Regions from separate parts of the Bombyx mori genome. Here region 2 is linked to region 1. The links are chromatin contacts, called in public Hi-C maps. All regions are on one chromosome and are shown on one strand. Each heading gives the region's core, a stretch centred on a gene start, on an enhancer-like site or on the middle of the called end of the contact. The rest is flanking DNA. Distances are from core to core; before and after follow the strand shown.

The links. Hi-C and Micro-C count contacts between places; a contact is called where the count stands out from the background.
Region 2: a contact with region 1 is called in a Hi-C map of whole pupa, with 1.5 times the contacts expected there. The contact joins two enhancer-like sites. A contact is called at or near these places in 2 of 7 Hi-C or Micro-C datasets (both in whole pupa).

What each region holds. Positions count from the first base shown.
Region 1 is chr22:15,147,210-15,152,565 of ASM3026992v2, reverse strand. All of the region lies in intron 1 of LOC101737192 (dual specificity testis-specific protein kinase 2), which reads right to left. Among protein-coding and RNA genes, the nearest start is that of LOC101737192, 51 kb to the right of the region's middle. Within about 2 kb of position 3,850, at least 6 of the 8 cell types and tissues checked have open chromatin away from gene starts, as enhancers often do.
Region 2 is chr22:15,193,468-15,199,415 of ASM3026992v2, reverse strand. The region is part of intron 1 of LOC101737192 (dual specificity testis-specific protein kinase 2); the gene reads right to left. Among protein-coding and RNA genes, the nearest start is that of LOC101746659, 41 kb to the left of the region's middle. Within about 2 kb of position 1,440, at least 7 of the 8 cell types and tissues checked have open chromatin away from gene starts, as enhancers often do.

The DNA of each region.
Region 1 (5,356 bases), core at 2,601-5,100:
AAGTGTAAATCAAAATAGTAGTATCAGATCCCTACGCTTACCCTAGTCCCTATCTATCCCTATCCCTACTCGTAGTTCTATAGCTGCAAGCGTGTAATGACGGTCTTAGCGTGTCAGATAGGTCCAACAAGAAGTGTAAATCAAAATAGTAGTATCAGATCCCTACGCCTACCCTAGTCCCTATCTATCCCTATCCCTACTCGTAGAGCTATAGCTGCAAGCGTGTAATGACGGTCTTAGCGTGTCAGATAGGTCCAACAAGAAGTGTAAATCAAAATAGTAGTATCAGATCCCTACGCCTACCCTAGTCCCTATCTATCCCTATCCCTACTCGTAGTGCTATAGCTGCAATCGTGTAATGACGGTCTTAGCGTGTCAGATAGGTCAAACAAGAAGTGTAAATCAAAATAGTAGTATCAGATCCCTACGCCTACCCTAGTCCCTATCTATCCCTATCCCTACTCGTAGTGCTATAGCTGCAAGCGTGTAATGACGGTCTTAGCGTGTCAGATAGGTCCAACAAGAAGTGTAAATCAAAATAGTAGTATCAGATCCCTACGCCTACCCTAGTCCCTATCTATTCTTATCCCTACTCGTAGTGCTATAGCTGCAAGCGTGTAATGACGGTCTTAGCGTGTCAGATAGGTCCAACAAGAAGTGTAAATCAAAATAGTAGTATCAGATCCCTACGCCTACCCTAGTCCCTATCTATCCCTATCCCTACTCGTAGTGCTATAGCTGCAATCGTGTAATGACGGTCTTAGCGTGTCAGATAGGTCAAACAAGAAGTGTAAATCAAAATAGTAGTATCAGATCCCTACGCCTACCCTAGTCCCTATCTATCCCTATCCCTACTCGTAGTGCTATAGCTGCAAGCGTGTAATGACGGTCTTAGCGTGTCAGATAGGTCCAACAAGAAGTGTAAATCAAAATAGTAGTATCAGATCCCTACGCCTACCCTAGTCCCTATCTATTCTTATCCCTACTCGTAGTGCTATAGCTGCAAGCGTGTAATGACGGTCTTAGCGCGTCAGATAGTTCCGACAAGACGTGTAAATAAAAATAGTAATTTTTACCGTTAAACGACCGCATCTTCTATAGTACACTTAGTCTAAGCCGCAACCGTCATCCAAACTATTATTATTAATCACAATAACATTGCTTTCAGCGTCAAAATAAATACGGGTGACCCCGAAACACTTCAGGTTACAATTGTATTCTGAACGAGCACGTATGAGCATCGACCTTCCTTCGTACTTGGGAGTAATTTAGTTTCATCTAAAGAACGAATAAAGATTCTTAATGATAATATAATACTTGTTTCTTAATTTATTTGCTACTAGCGGCCCGCTCCGGCTCCGCTCGGGTCTTTACCAAAATTTTCAACGATATTTCACGTAATTTTTTTTTTTTAAATAAAAGAACACTTATTGCGGCATAACTATAATAGTTAGACATATGCTGTCGACACTTTTTGTAAATAATAATGTACTCTACAAAGTCGTAGTACATTATTTTATTCTATCATCAATAGTTTTCGCAGGGCAAGCGATGTAAAGAATATTTTAGATGATTTTTTTACACCTTAGGTTACATTATTGGAGTTATAGTAAGGATCCCTAATTTTTTTCAAAAATGATTATCGCCTATGTCACTCGGGAATAGTGTAGCTTCCAAATAGTGAAAGAATTTTTCAAATCAGTAGTTTCGGAGCCTATTCAATACAAACAAACAAACAAATCTTTCCTCTTTATAATATTAATATAGATTAAAATCAAACGCGTTCAATCGAGAGTTACGCACGAAGTTTTTACCAAAAAAAAAACACACACACACTACATGATAATTAAACGCAATGCGATTTCTATAACGTTGTTCTCTACATAAGGTAAATAAGTCCAATTAAACAAGTGCCGCGGCCATATTCAGCACTAGTATCACTAAAGATAGATTATAAGAAAGTGATTACATTCACAATGACCCGTGCTGCAGGTGCCAAGAGTTGTATGGTCTATTTATAGAAAGCCGTAGAGTATGCATATCTAGAATTGTCTACAAGGCGGTACATTTTTATTCAAAATGACTTAGTTGTCTTTTTCGATGAAGTTAATTAAATATTTTTCGAAAACAATCGATTCAGATCTAGTAGTGTAGTCATAGTTGTGACGCAGCAAATTGGAGGTACCTGTTTAAAGAAAAAGTATATGGACATCACTATTAACAGTATTTTGTTATTATAAATATTTTCAATAACGTATTTGAATGGAATTTGAATTTCGCACGATGTTTATGAAGCCATTTCTCGGTAGTAACTGAGTGAAATTTAGACTGATAGATCATTGTTTGTTTTTAGCTTCGCCTGATGAAAGACTCATTGTAAATAAGCTGCTAGCTTTGTGGGAGTCTATGTTATAAAATTCTTTGTAACGCGTCCATATTGACAAAATTTTGTTAAATCAATTGAAAACATATATTTATGAGAGCAGAGCGGGAAGATGCTTATATTGGATCGAGAGTAATTATTTTTCATAATAGTATGGATGCGTTTTTTTGCAGTAGAATATTATAGTTAGATTATAGATAGATTATAGTCTATAATTGTTGCTCTCTCTCTCTTTTTTTCTCCCTAACAATATTATTGTGCAAGAACGAATTACGTTTTCACGGGTCTTCCGAAGATAGTCATGAAAACTCCACCAGATTAATCAGACTACAAATTTTATAACTAAACGAATATATTTAAAAAAAAGACGGTATTTATCAAAATATTCAAATATCAACTAAAACATCTCAGTCGTCCGTGACCAAGAAAACTAAAGAGCATTCGATATATCGGAAACAAACAAATTAATATAGCAAACGCGATATTAAACCGTAGTAGTATCGGACCGATGCATAAACAAAAACGGTTAAAAGATGAATGAGATTCGGCCCTAAATAGAAAAGAAATTTTATGTCTTGCTTAATAATACAATTTTTTTTATTGCCGTATAGGCAGACGAGCATACGACCCACATGATGGTGAATGGTTACCGTCGCTCATGGACGTCAGCAATGCCAGGGGCAGAGCCAAGCCGCTGCCTACCGTTTAAAACTCTCCACAAGCCTCGTTTGAAGAAGGACATGTCATAGCGCTCGGGAAATAACGTGGAGGGGAGCTCATTCCAAAGCCGGATGGTACGTGGCAAAAAAGATCTCTGGAAACGCACTGTGGATGACCGCAGTGGCTCCAGGTAGTATGGATGAACTCTACTCCCGTGGCGGGTGGTGCGATGGTAAAAGCGAGATGTCGATATCATCTCAAACAATTTCTCAGAGCACTCCCCATGGAACATAAATGCAAATTATCAATTATTATGTATTCGTTTCCACAATGCTGTGGGGTTATTTAATTGCGCAAGAGAAAGACGCGTGTCGTGCGCACGCGACTCCGACCGGAAACGATGGTTTTTTTTTATATAAGCCATGGAGACCGTTACAATCGAAATAGTTTTAACGGTCGTGAATAGACTCTTTTTGTCCAAGTTTTTACGCGTAAGCAAGATACATATTAATTTGTTCGGCGCTTATGTTTTTTTTATAAGCTAACTAGCGACCCGCCCTCGCTTCGCTTCGGAAACTGTAATTTATTATTGATTTCTTCACTATTTAATGGATGTTATTATACATATAAACCTTCCTCTTTAATCACTCTATTTATTAAAAGAAACCGCATCAAAATCCGTTGCGTAGTTTTAAAGATTTAAGCATACATAGGGACAGACAGATATAGGGACAGAGAAAGCGACTTTGTTTTATACTGTGTAGTGATAAACGATTGAAGCGTGCCGTTGACGTATAACAACAATACGACTTGTATTGATAACAAATTTGTAAGCAAATGAGCCGGCTTGTCGGTACGTTGTGTACGTTTAGAGCCTCAGCGGTTGTACCGATTTGGATGTGATTATGGAGTTACTTAAATGTATATAAATCAGTTGACAAATCTATACTAATATATAAATCTAGAGTGGTTTTTACGGATGTTCCGTTACAACTACTGAACCATGCCTCCGATTGACTTGAAACTAGGTATCCATGTAGAAAATACACGTACTTAATGGACAGGCTAATATTTATATGAGTGTTGGACTCCCTAGTAATAATGACAATAAATAATAATGTTAATTGTAATTCCCAGAGAAGCGGGCGAGTAAAGCTAGTATAAATAAATATGATGTGATAATAATAATGAATATGATGATAAGTATGATGCGTGGATGACGCATGTTTGCGTGTGTACAACCGTTGGAGCAGTTTTTTGGCAATATTTAAATTTAACTACAATAACTTTCACGATTGGAAATCCTTGAGAAAAAAAAAATTGTGATTGTAGATTCGAATCTGCAACCTCTTGATAGATATCAACACACGTTGGACCACAAACTTTGATACTGCTGTCGTAACAGTTTTAAGGCAATCTTAATGACAGTATCTTTCTGATAGATAATACGACATCAGCCTGTCATCTTCGTCCAAAATATGGCCATTTTAGATGTTCAATATAAGTCGACTAATAATCAAGAATGAGTTTCTTAAGTAATGCAAGATTATGTTTTATGAGAGCACTCCATATGATTGCCGCCTTTAAACTTTTTACATCATAAAAAAATATGGTTAGCTTTAAGGTATTTAAATGTCAGATAAATACGCCAAATTAGGATGATGGAAATCTGTTTTTTTTAAATCGCATCTACAAATCGTAATTCAAACAATGAGAAAACTCGCGATCGTACTCGCGAAAATTGATATGATATGAAATGCCATTTGCACTTAAAGCATTAGAAATACTGGTCTGATCCGTCGAACATAAAACTCATAATGTATGTTAGCCCTTAGCGGTCCTCGGACTAATTGAGACTAAACTACAGGTCCAATACGTGTGGACTCTGGACCTCAAAGGGTTAACATTAACCATGAATACAGTTTCTTGATATTCTCATTGTCCGTTCTCGAAAAACTTTTTCTGTTATTAAAATTATATAGTGACAAATTATGCTTAGGAAACTAGAGAGTCAGTGGTTTACACATACGTAAGTTCGTGTTTGATAGTGGTACATTAATACATGAAGCAAAAACTTTGTATCCCTTTTTACGAAAATTGCGCGGACGGAGGAGTATGAAATTTTCCACACATATAGAGAATATAGAGAAGAAGTGCACAATGTTAATATTTTTTTTAAATAATGCATAAAAGATACATTAGATCAATAAAGAAAACATTACACACACTACATACCATGTATTTGACGCACACACGCATGCATACTATTTATTTGTTGTCAAACTCTTGTTCTTGACGTCTGTGGTCAAATTG
Region 2 (5,948 bases), core at 191-2,690, 49 kb before region 1:
ATGGTGGTAATTTACTAAGATTTTTCAGTGGACTTTTTGGAGGATCCCGAGAAGTTACGTCCAGCGGCTTTGTTTCATTTTCCCACATTTGTGCACTTTCACAGATATTAAACGGTTAATAAACCACCATTATTACACATTTAAACCCGAAGAAACACTAAATAGACAAAATAAAACAAATCACACAACTTCACTCCTCGCGTTCCCGCCAAAAAGTCCTGTTTTCTCTTTATTAATATTTGTCTAAAGTGTAGTTTTGACGAAATCTGTGATTAAAGGAGTATTTAATAGTCTTTGACTGAACATGCATATAAAATTTCATAAAAATCGGTCAAACCGTTTCAGAGGACTATGGTAACTAACATTGTGACACGAGAATTTTATATACAAGATATTTCATAACAAGAAGCTACAGAACCAACAAGTCGCACGCTACGAGAAAAAAAACAGGTTATAAAAATAAAGCTATTATACATGCGCGTACCTCGGCTAAATGCACTGCTGCATCCAGAGCATTAAGCAACCACATAGACGTACGTCAAGATAAGATAAAAATCCGCAATGCGCTTGGCGGCTCATATGAATTATAGTTTGCTAAAAATAATTTTATCAGTGGAAACGCGTAGGGAATACGCATACGCATTATTCAGTTGTCTAGAGAACATAGCTTTTGGCTCGGGCTTCTGTTTTACGTGAGACAATATGGAATGCGATAACTGTCAATCGTTACGTATTTTTAGTTCTCCTTTTGTATACACGTAAGTAATTTGAAGACGTATTCAATAAATGAAAATAAAACAACATTCTCGATTCGAAGGTAAATAAATAAAGACCCTTCAGCTGGTTTATAGTGTGTTGATGTTAAAAGCCAATTTGCATTTCCCGATATTAATGCGGTCTTAAATTTTAGTGTGTACGTTTCTTTCCGAAAACAACGCTGTGAGATAACTTTATTATGAGGTAAATATATTAATGCGTTATCTAATTTACTGGTGGTAGGACCTGTTGTGAGTCCGCGCGGGTAGGTACCACTACCCTGCCTATTTCTGCCGTGAAGCAGTAATGCGTTTCGGTTTGAAGGGTAGGGCAGCCGTTGTAACTATACTCGAGACCTTAGAACTTATATCTCAAGATGGGTGGCGCGTTTACGTTGTAGATGTCTATGGGCTCCAGTGTCCACTTAACACCGGGTGTGCTGTGAGCTCGTCCACCCATCTAAGCAATAAAAAAAAACTTTCAAACGACATTGTACGTGTATCGTAACGTATGCAGAATATTATCATTCCAGAATCCGTGGTCCGCATTATGCAGTTTGTGTGATGAAGTAACGGTCTTGGCCGGCATCCAAACTGCATAAAGCCGAGTAATGCATATCTCTCGCAGTGTTTAATGTGCATTGTGAACGAGAACCAATACGTCTTGTGGTAACAACGGACGGTCTACTTCGATAACGCCGTATCGATTAGAATGCTCGCGATATGAACAGAAACAGCGAACAGTGTGTGCTTAGTGCGAGTTTTTTAACGTTCTCGATAGCGTAAAAGTTAGCTCATATTTGTATGGAATGGGATCGTTTGCGTACGTTTGCCGCTAGGGGCGCTGTTCCAAATTAACTTTTACGCTATCGAGAACGTTAAGAAACTCGCACTAAGCACATTGGACTATATAGTTTTTGTGTTCATTGTACAGCGATTATGAGACTTTTGGATATAGTTTTTTTTTTTTTTAATTATATGTACGGAGACTGGCCAGGCTGGAACGCTCAAGTCGGGCAGCTCGTTGGCTATTTATGACCGTTGTATATAGGTCACTTGTTCCCCCATTAAACGTAAGGAAATATCTCGACATCAAAGTTTAAAAAAACCTAAACCCAAATTTTTTTCATGTGAACATTTCAAATTGTTCTTTAATCAGATTTATCAGAGATATGCGAACATTGCTATGGTTTTTTTTATAAACTAAAATAAGGAGAGGTACATGCAATTCCGTATAAAGGCATTTTTTTAATAAAGCCTTCGATCTATTGTTGATCGAAGAATAAAGCAGCAGCAGCAAGTAAACATAGAATCAGATGTTTTTCACTAAATAAATAAAACTTTAATAAAAATATTGTTTTTTTATTTCAATTTATATATCACGTAAACGTATCAAACATAATCCGCTAAAACAAAAAACGGCTTATGCTTTCTTAAAAGTAGTTAAATGGGTAGGTAGGTAGGTACTACCACCACGCATATCTCTACCGTCAAGCAGTAATGCTTTTCGGTTTGAGGATTGGGGGAGCCTTTGTATTGTAAAAACCGAGACCTTAGAACTCCTATATCAAGGTGGGTCTGGTCTATAGGTTTTGGTAATCACTTAACACCAGACGGGCCTAACGCTCGGCCACCCATCTAAGAAATGAAAAAAGAACAAAAAAATACGTACAAATTATCAAAAAAAAAACTACAAAAATTAAAATAGTCGGTTGAATTAAATTTACAAGTAAATTATAAATTAAACTCTTATGAGGGCTTTAGAGCTATAAGCTTGAAAAGTAACAAGCTCGGTCAGAACATAACAAGGGTACACTCTGACCCTAAGCTCGCAGCGCTTCGTAATACCGTGCACAAATATGGACAATGAGAGATTCTATCTGAGCTTTCGCACGGTCGCGAATCAAAGACGATTTACCGCTGCAATTCCGGACGAGGTTTATTATTACGAATGAATTATGATGAATAGAGACGGACCTAAATCTAATCGCTTAACAATAATGGATGATGCTTTGTTATTGCACACAAAAAATAGTATGGATTGCGGGTGCAATTGTAAGGTAGGTAGGTAGGCAAGTCGCGAGGTTGCGCGGGTTGATGTCATCGTTTGGCTATTTTTTCAATATGAGAAACGGTATAGCAAGTATTGAACGTTAGTGAAAATATACCTAATGTCAATGGATTTAACTTTGCGATATGTATGGGCTCCCATCAAATGTATTTTGACGTCATTGTGGCCTAAAGGATAAGACGTCCGGTGCACTCGTATGTAGCGATGCACCGGTGTTCGAATCCCGCAGGCGGGTACCAATTTTTCTAATGAAATACGTACTCAGCAAATGTTCACGATTGACTTCCACGGTGAAGGAATAACATCGTGTAATAAAAATCAAAACCCGCAAAATTATAACTTGCGTAATCACTGGTGGTAGGACCTCTTAGGAGTCCGCACGGGTAGGTACCACTAACCCGCCTAATTTCCGCCGTGAAGCAGTAATGCGTTTCAGTTCGAAGGGTGGGGTAGCCGTTGTAACTATACTGAGATCTTAGAACTTATATCTCGAGGTGGGTGGCGCATTTACGTTGTAAATGTCTATGGGCTCCAGTAACCACTTAACACCAGGGTGGGCTGTGAGCTCGTCCATCCATCTAAGCAATAAAAAAAAAAATATTTTGCTAACAACAATCTAAGTGTAATAAAGTAAAATAAATATACCCTAAAGTTGAATTTAGCAAATTTTCAGATATGCATGTTCTAATTTGAGACGTATTTGAAACAATGAAACGCGTTTCCATTTATGAAAGAGGCGTGGACATTTTTAGGGCATTAAATGGATAATTCGTGGCGTACCAAATCGAACGGACCCAACGACAGACTTAGATTGTTTCTCAAGGACTCGGATATCCTTGATAAAAAGATAACAATAAAAATATTTGTATATATTTGCAGTCGTTTAACAACGCTACAATTTTCGTAGGTGGGCTACTGTATTCGCATATTTTCTCTTATCAATGACTAGGCATGTATAGGTCTTAGAACACAGAGTTTTTCCCCGTATCTTCTTAGTGGGTCGCAGTTCCGATTCGGTGGTATTTTCTGCGAATCATTGTTCTTGCTAGGGCTAGTATTTAAGGTTCAGCCCGTGAGCTATCTAGCCACCAATCTGGGCGTAGCTGGAAATAGCTCCTTAGGATACCAGCGAACAGGAAAGGGAAAAATATATATGTATATATGTTTAGGTATAATTGCAATGACAAAAGCATGTTCGCTCGTGGTTTCCTTTCGCTGGCTTTGTTTTTGATAGCTCCGATGCTTATTTATAACCATTCGTGTGTTAATGACATTCGTGCGATATGATATCAGAAGAAACAACGACAGTGTATTTCAACAGTAAAAACATTACGCACATTCCGACACGGTCTTTTATGAAATAATGAGAAATTAACTTCGAAGAAGATTTTATTTTAGCACGTTTATTTATTTATTAAAATAATTTTCCGTAAGCAATGAAAGTCGCCACTGCTAAATGTTCATCTACGCTAGTATATATTAGTAGGAGCTCTTGTGAGTCCGCACGGGTAGGTACCACCACCCTGCTTATTTCTGCCGTGAAGCAGTAATGCGTTTCGGTTTGAAGGGTGAGGCAGCCGTTGTAACTATACTGAGACCTTAGAACTCATATCTCAAGGTGGGTGGCGGCATTTACGTGTCTATGGGCTCCAGTAACCACTTAACACCAGGTGGGCTGTGAGCTCGTCCACCCATCTAAGCAATATATATGTAGTCTACAGAAAAAGCTGATTTTGGTTATCCTTTGTAACAATAACAAGGCCAGAGAGCTCAATCAGACATTCTATGTAGATGGTAACTAAAACATAATTTGGCATCAAATTTTCACACACACACACTGAAAATCTTCATATTGTGTACTTTTCTTTCGACACTTACAATGATAATGAACTTCGTTTGAAGCAACGAATCAAAAATCAACTTAGATTAATGAGAGTCACCGCCTCCATTACAAATGAAGTATTGAGAGAACATATTTCCGTCTCACGTTTAAGGCTATTATAAACAATGCCAGTATAAACCCTACAATTCTATGAGCATTCCTTACGGTTTTCTGTCAATCAAATATCGTGTTGTCTTAACTCCAAATAAGATTACGGGCGTAAAGACATGGCCGCACGTAAAAGGGAATGCGGTAATTTGGTTCTGAAGTTGAAGATCCTTATGCGCGGTGCTAGTCGCAAACATGTCTATACCTTATACGGAAGAACGGTCTCCAGACATTGCACGCCTGGATATTTCCCATATTTCACTTAAATTTATGGGATCATCGGTTTTGTTTTGCGAAACCGGATTCTAAGTTTTTAGTACTTTAGCGTAGCAGCATGGGAATAATAAATGTCCTACTACTTACTCCCTTTGTAATAAACCAATATGGCTTCATGGAGTAAACATTGAAGCCACGTTATGTACCAGTGAATAATCGAAGTTATTATTCTTCGTCGTTTGAATGTGAAGAAGGAAGCATCTTTTTTTCCCTACCTAAGCTGATAGCCTTGAGAGACTAAATCAGCGTAGCCCCCCTAGCGTGTAGGTGAGCTCTCGGGGCTCAAACCAGGAGGTGTTACTAACACTGGCCCTAGCAAGAGCAGTACTTCGCAGAATCTACCACCGAATCGGAAACGCGACCCACTGAGAAGATCCGGCAAGAAACTCAGCGGGCTGGAAGTATCTGTCGTATCTATCTGCGGTATATATATTTTTTTGTCCAAACTTACTTGGCTAGAAATATTCTTGTACTGGAGGTCGTAACATGGGTAGATAACCAAATTGATGGACTGACAACTTGGTCTAAACAGCTGATAGGAACTGGATGCAAACTGTAAGAGACCGAAAAGAATGGAGTGCATTTGAAGAGACCTACACCCAGCATTGGGTGGACACGGGTTGAAGAAGAAGATTGTTGTACACCTCCACTACACTTCTATATCTTTTAATTTCGTGTGAATACATCAGTCGTTCGTTCCCAAGGTTCGACGCATCTAACGGATGTCATCTCTTGATGTACGATAAGATGTCCCGTCTCGTTCCGTAAAATTCGACAGAAGCACGTTTTTCTTTGCCCCTACGAATGTGTAACCGGAATAAATTACATGCCACTGAACATTCGGTTGGTTGAACGA